2 separate regions of the Ovis aries genome follow, and region 1 is linked to region 2. Evidence: chromatin contacts called from public Hi-C data. All regions are on one chromosome and are shown on one strand. The core of a region is the stretch at or near the end of the contact, and the rest is flanking DNA. Distances in the headings are between cores, read along the strand shown.

Region 1 (3,047 bases), core at 413-2,912, 170 kb before region 2:
CTGTAAAATGGGGCTGTAACCTCTACCTTGCTTTCCTGCCTTGTGGGGGTTGCTATGACGTCCCTCTGAATATGAAGGATGCTTTTTAAAGGGAGAGCAATGTTTCCACCATACCAGTGTTCATCATGGGGGTTCCTGTGTCCCTGCGGTTTTGGGAGGGAGGGTGGGACCCTGGGCCCCTCCATCTAACCTAAGTAGCCCTATTTTATATTGGGTATAAGATTGTGTTTATAAAAGTCTCTATGACAAGGATGGATGGAGGAAGGGAAAAGTTACTCAGTGGCTCCACACATGGGGGAGCCCCAGTGTAGACACACTGAATTGGAAACTCCTGACTTGAGCATGTAAATTTTAACTAAAAAATTAATACCTAGACTTCCCTGATGGTCCAGTGGTTCAGTGGCTAACAGTCTGCATGCCCAATGCAGGGGGCCCAAGTTCAGTCCCTGGTCAGGGAACTAGATCCCTCATGCTGCAACCAAGACAGCCCAACACAGCCAAACGAATAAATAAAAATACCTGCCAGTTGTAAACCATGTATAGCTTAATGTGTGTTTTTTCTCATAGTAGGCTCTTCTGTTTAAATTGAGATTAAATTCTCATAACGTTCAGCTGACCATTGTCATATGTGCCACTCATGGGCCTTTACAGTGTGTCCAGAGTGTTGTACCGCCACTCTAATTTCAAAACTTTCATCCCACTGGGAAGACTCCCTGTACCCATTTAAGCTCACACTCATTCCCCACTGCCTCCTCTCTCCGTCCCCTGGCAACCACAAGTCTGCTTTCTGCCCTTCTGGACTCACCTATTCTGGATGTTTCCTATAAAAGGAAACATTACGTGACCTTTTGTGTCTGGCTTCTTTCACTCAGCATAATGTTTTCAGGATTCACTCAAGCTTAGCATGTATAAGTACTTCATTCCTTTCAATGACTAGATAGTTCTCATAGTAGTTTTCACTAATTTATCTATTTTAGCTTTTTTTTTAAAATTATAGGAACTGTCAAAACTATACAAGTAGAGTCGTAAAATGAATCTCCACATGCCCACCTCCCAGATCAGTTATCGAGTCATTGGCATCATTTCATCCATGGCCCACTCTCACCACCCCTGTATTCACAGCAAATTCAGGCATCATAGAGTTTGGTCTGCACACCTGTCAGTAACGATGTGTAGTATGAAGGGGCTCCTGGAGGTTCATGCCACAGTGCTGGGTGAGGATCACTGATCAAGCCAGTTTTACTCCCACACACCAGGCAGCATCTGTCCCTGAATCTGTTTTAAGAGGCTCCCCAGTGACTGATTCGAAGCCAGGTTCAGGAACCAGACGATGAATGTTTATTGGTTATGAGGTCTCCTTGATCATCTGGCTCTTAGCAGATTTGTTTGCTCATGGCTTTTTTCTGTTGCCATCCCAGTATAAGTTGAAACAAGACAGAGGAAGAGCTCCAGCAGCCCTGGGAGAGCCTGGAAGAGGGCTTCAGCAGTGATCGGCTTAGCAAGGTCAAGGCATTCTTGTAGGAGCGGTGTGCAGGCCTGGACATGGGGTTCTTAGTCCTACTCAGCACATGGGTTTCCCACTTCCCGCCCTGCAACTGCCTCTTAGTGAATCTTTACTGCTTCTGTAGTGTCTCCATGTGCACAGCAGATGGCACCAGTGTTCCACCTCACGTCTCATTTCTTCCAGGACGCTGATCCTCTCCTGCCTTCCAGACAGACCTAGGACCTGGCAATCCCGCTCAGCAATGGTAGTTCCTGCGGAGACCGTCACTTGCCCTGCTCCTCTGTAGCTTCCCTGCAATAAAGTCAAGCCGATTTTGCTGGCGATACTGTCTCTCGCCTGGTCTTGTCACTTGCTTACGTGCTGTGCTGTGCCGCTCACATGTTGCTGTGAAGGAAATAACTACAGTGCTTCCTCGGGTTGGCGTTCTGACAGCTCCCAGGTCCAGTGGATCCTGAATCTTGGCTGTGTGAGCTTTTGCAGATCACTTACCCTCTCTGGGCCTCACTTTTCCTCATCTGTAAGTGAAGGTGTTGGGTTAGGTTGGTGATCCTGTTTCTTTTCACTACTTTCTTAGACTCCATATGTTGAAAAACTTTTGTCTGTCAAGTGAATGCATTTAAGGGACGTAAAATTGTATGGTAGTGGGAATAATAATGGGAAGATGTGCTTGTGTATCATAATAATGGGAAGAGAGAGACTGTCTGGGATAGAGTCTAAGCTCCACATCTCCCAGTAATCTCTTGATGTCCACAGGCATAAAATGTAACAGCATCTCTTGCAAATGGTGGTTGTGGGGATTAAATGACTCATGTAAATCACTTAGAGAGTGCTTGCCAGTTAGAAATCACTCAGTAAACATTCTCTATTCACGTACATTTTTTTGGTGTGTATTTAATTAATCAAATATCTATAGAGATGGCAACTAGAATCCCAGTCGACCTAAAAGTTAATGCCTCACGGAGTTGATTCAGTTATATCAAAACAAAGGGGATGTTTTCATTTGTATAGCTTTATTTACTTTTTAAAAATACTTTAAAGCGGCAGCTCTCAGACTATTTGATCTCAGGACCCTTTTACATGCTTGAACATTTCTGAGTGTCTCAAAGAGTTTATGGTTATGTGGGTTATGCCATGTTAGAAATTAAAACAAATGTTTGAAACGCAAGAATACATAAGCACATCTCCCATGAGCCATTGGGGCGAGATGAGGTCATCGCACAGCCTTTAGATCCTGGAAACTTCACTGCGTGATTGTAAGAGAAAGAAAAAAAAGGCATCTGGTGGGAGCAGTTTTGACCTGGCATTCCTACTGAAAAGTCTTGGGAACCACATCACTGCTTTGATCAGTGACCTGGGATGAGACCTGGCTCTGCCTTCAGCCACCTGTGACCTTGGACCAGTCACCTCATCTCTCCCAGAAGCAGTTTCCTCGTCCGTGCAGTGCACAATATCTGCACCTCAGGGGCCTTAAGTAAAACTCTGCCAGCTCTAAACTGTGTGCTGGTGTAATTCTGGCCCCATTATGAGAGTTTTAAAACAAGTC
Region 2 (3,450 bases), core at 238-2,737:
CTCGCCCTTGAATTAGTATCTATAAGGAAGGAACCACTGTAAGGAACAAAGTATGGAAATCCCACCTAGAGAATGTGAAATAAATAAATTGGACTTGGGTTGAAGTAGTCAGGAGAAAGCAGATCAAACACTATGGCCTTCTGGAAATCCTGTGTGTGCCCATATGCCCCAGTTATGGATCTGTCTTAGCAGAGAAAGGCTCTGAGAGGTTCTTCAATAAGGATACAAGCTCCCCTGTGTTTAACTCAGCAGCTCCCATGCCGTATAGGCCACAGTTCCCTTTTCTCCTGAAACACTTGTTAATATCCTTTCCATGGTATGGTTTCAGGACTGTTAGGTAAAGTGATCTCTAGAGCTCCTTTGAGCTCTGAAATACTTTGGGTTTGGTGATCACCTCTCCCCAGGAATGATTCAGACTCTGGCACCCCTGGACCGAGAATTTGCATCCTGTTACTGGCTGACGGTACTGGCAGTAGACAGGGGTTCCATCCCCCTCTCGTCTGTAACTGAAGTCTACATTGAGGTTTTGGATGTCAATGACAACCCACCCCAAATGTCCAGACCTGTGTTCTACCCCTCCGTCCGGGAGGATGCGCCGTTGCACACCTCTGTGCTTCAGCTGGATGCCTGGGACCCTGACTCCAGCTCCAAAGGGAAACTGACCTTCAATATCACCAGCGGGAACCATATGGGATTCTTTGTCCTTCATCCTCTCACAGGTAAGGACCTCAGAAACCTGGGTGAATAGGATTCTCTACAGCAGTGCTTCTCAAAGTTGTGATCTGAAGATTGGCATCGTGAGTGTCACATATGAACCTGCTAGTAGGTCAAGTTCTCAGGCTCCACCTTAGACCTACTGAATCAGAAATCTGTATTTTAATAAGACATGCAGAGGATTTTGATGTGTGCTGTGTTTGAGAACTGCACTTCATCAAAGCCCATCTCTATGGAAGAATAAGAATATGTCCGTTTTCTTTCCTTGGGGCCTAGGGAAGCCAAGCAGGTTTTCCATGTTGTCAAGTTGGGACTATTTCAACCCTGCCAGTGTTCCCAACATGACCATTCCCCAGAATCACAAGCCACAGGCTGAGTCTCTTAACTCTAGTTTCAAACTGATCTCAAGCCTGTCCATGGCATGGTGGTGATAGAGATCCACTTCAGAGGAGTCAACAATCTCACAAAGATCTCTCCTCAACCCAGCCCATCTAGGATGGTTCAGAGGAATCTAGAGGTCAACAACTTGCAGCAGTGAGCCAGATACAGTCCACAGCAGTGTTCTGTTTGGCCTGCACAAGCTTTAAACAATAATTTTCAAGTTGTTGCCAACATTTAAAAATGAGCAAAGCTCACAAAATGTTCCAGGCTTCTGCAGCTAGAAGATCTAGCTATGCCAACTGCACATCCCGCAGCGCCACAACCACCTGAGCCAACAGCAGCTCCCTGTGTAAGGCAGGCGTGTCCTCTCTCCTCTCCTCACTCCCGCCTGCTTCCTGCATTTATGCTGCCTGCCTGGCTCCCAGAAGAATGAGAGCCAGTTCCCATGGCTGCAGGCACAGCTCCAAGGCCTTGTGTCCCTCTGGACCATGAACAACAATGCTATTGCAGAGAATGCTGACATTCTTGCCTTCCAACCCAACTTCCCATTCTCCAGCTCCAACCACTGACTCTTGTCCTTGAAGGACAGAAGTCTGGCAAGATTGGAAAAAGGCAGGTGGCGAGGTAGGGGCATGGGGGAGAGCTAGCAGCAGCTTCCTTCATGATCCTTAAGGCAAAAGGGAGTCAGGAAAAGCAAGGACCTGGGGGTCCTGAGGCAGACAGCGGGTGGGAGACATAAGTGCCCTGTGACATCTGTTTGGCACCTTTGACCTTGGGGCATGGATTAGTCTTCCTGGAAGGAGAATGCTTTTCCCAAGCTGGCTCTCTGCCTGGGCCCACTCGGCCCCTCCCTTTTTGGAAGCAAGACATCTCTCACCTAAGGTAATAGGTTCTCTACCTCTCCCAAATCCCTGCTGTGTTTACTGTCAACAGTTCCCTGACACCAGGTCTGGCAAAATGCCCCAGAGGGCAGAGATGCTTAGTCTTCCTTCAGTCAGAAATTCTTCCTTCCTTCAGAAATTCTTATCAGCATGAACATTTAAAAATAAAATAAATCCAGCAATGACCCCTCCCCCCACCCCCGCCTACCTTTCTTATCCCTTAGATTGTCCTAATTCCATACCTGGATCCCTTGGCTGGTTTCCCTATGCCCTTAAGATAAAGCCAAGCCCTGTCACGTCCCATGAGCTTGCCTCTCTCACTCCATCACTCTCTGATTCCAACCATGTGGCCTGCCTCAGTCCACGCACGCCCTCTCCTGGCACAAGGCCTTTGCACAAGCTTTTCCTTCTGCCAGGGGTCTCCTCTCCTTTTTCAAGGTAACTCCTGCTTTTCTTTCAGATCTTAGCTCAGCTGTTCTTTTCTTAAAGAAGTTTTTTTTTTTTTTTTAACACTATAATACACCTCCCAGCAGCATCTACTTTTAAAAAACACGCTATCACATAGAACATTAGAGTCATCTGTGGATTATTCCATCAATTATCCACATACTTCACTAGACTTCAACAAGCTTTCCAGAAAAGGAACTTTGACTGTTTTTTGAAAACTATAATATCAAGGCCTGGCACAGAATAGAACCTCAACAAATAATGAGGAAATGAATGAATGAATCTCTGCCAGCATCCACAATCATTGGTTACGCCCGAGATTCATTTATTCTGCAAATGTTTGAAGGTGTCTGTCTTTATAAGGCATTTAAGTTAAGTGCTATGGAGAGGGGAAGAAGAAAAAGACACAGTTTCAGGCCTTGAGGAACCCAATCCATGAGGAGTATAAAGATTTGGATACAAAAAGAGCTGTAGAACCGGTGTAAAGAGTACAACATTGTAAAAGATGAGTAGATGCGAGGCTGTGACTTTCGAGGAGAGAGGAAGCTGCTCAGTATAGTGGACCAGCAATGGCTTCATGGGACAGCAGGCAGGGAAGATTCTGACAGGCAGCAGGCTGGGCGGGCACTTGGGTAAAAATGGTTATGGAAGCAGCAGCCAGGAGGAGAAGACCCAAGACTTGCTGAAGACAGAGCAAGTAGGTCCATTTTCTCTTTATTTTTTAAAAAACTTTTTTCTTCTTCTTTAATGGTGAAATAATCATAGACTTACAGGAGAGCTGCAAAGAGAGTTCTCATACACCGGTCACTCAGCTTCCCCTAATATTAACACAGTGTATGTGTCAACACTAAGAATTAATACTGGTGCAAGGGAATTCAGGAAATTACAGATTTCATTCAGATTTCCCCAGTTTTCTCTGCTAACGGCCTTACTCCCATCTAAGACTTCATACCAACCTCAGAGAGGGGGATGTGGAGGAGCACAGGGGCAATGGTCCAGGGGGTCCAGCAGCAATTCCAGAGACACC

The links. Hi-C and Micro-C count contacts between places; a contact is called where the count stands out from the background.
Region 1: a Hi-C map of hypothalamus shows a contact between it and region 2, with 3 times the contacts expected there. The contact joins two enhancer-like sites. A contact is called at or near these places in 3 of 16 Hi-C or Micro-C datasets (hypothalamus, skin fibroblasts and tail adipose tissue).

The regions. Positions count from the first base shown.
Region 1 is chr5:60,714,861-60,717,907 of ARS-UI_Ramb_v3.0, reverse strand. ATOX1 (antioxidant 1 copper chaperone) reads left to right here. Exons shown (of 4, transcript NM_001009429.1): 4 at 1,688-1,827. Among named protein-coding and RNA genes, the nearest start is that of ATOX1, 18 kb to the left of the region's middle. Within about 2 kb of position 1,662, at least 16 of the 54 cell types and tissues checked have an H3K27ac peak or open chromatin away from gene starts, as enhancers often do. A contact at or near this core is called in hypothalamus, where this site is marked.
Region 2 is chr5:60,540,203-60,543,652 of ARS-UI_Ramb_v3.0, reverse strand. The region is part of intron 11 of SLC36A1 (solute carrier family 36 member 1); the gene reads right to left. It overlaps FAT2 (FAT atypical cadherin 2), which reads left to right. Exons shown (of 24, transcript XM_042251000.1): 3 at 405-719. Among named protein-coding and RNA genes, the nearest start is that of FAT2, 28 kb to the left of the region's middle. Within about 2 kb of position 1,487, at least 12 of the 54 cell types and tissues checked have an H3K27ac peak or open chromatin away from gene starts, as enhancers often do. A contact at or near this core is called in hypothalamus, where this site is marked.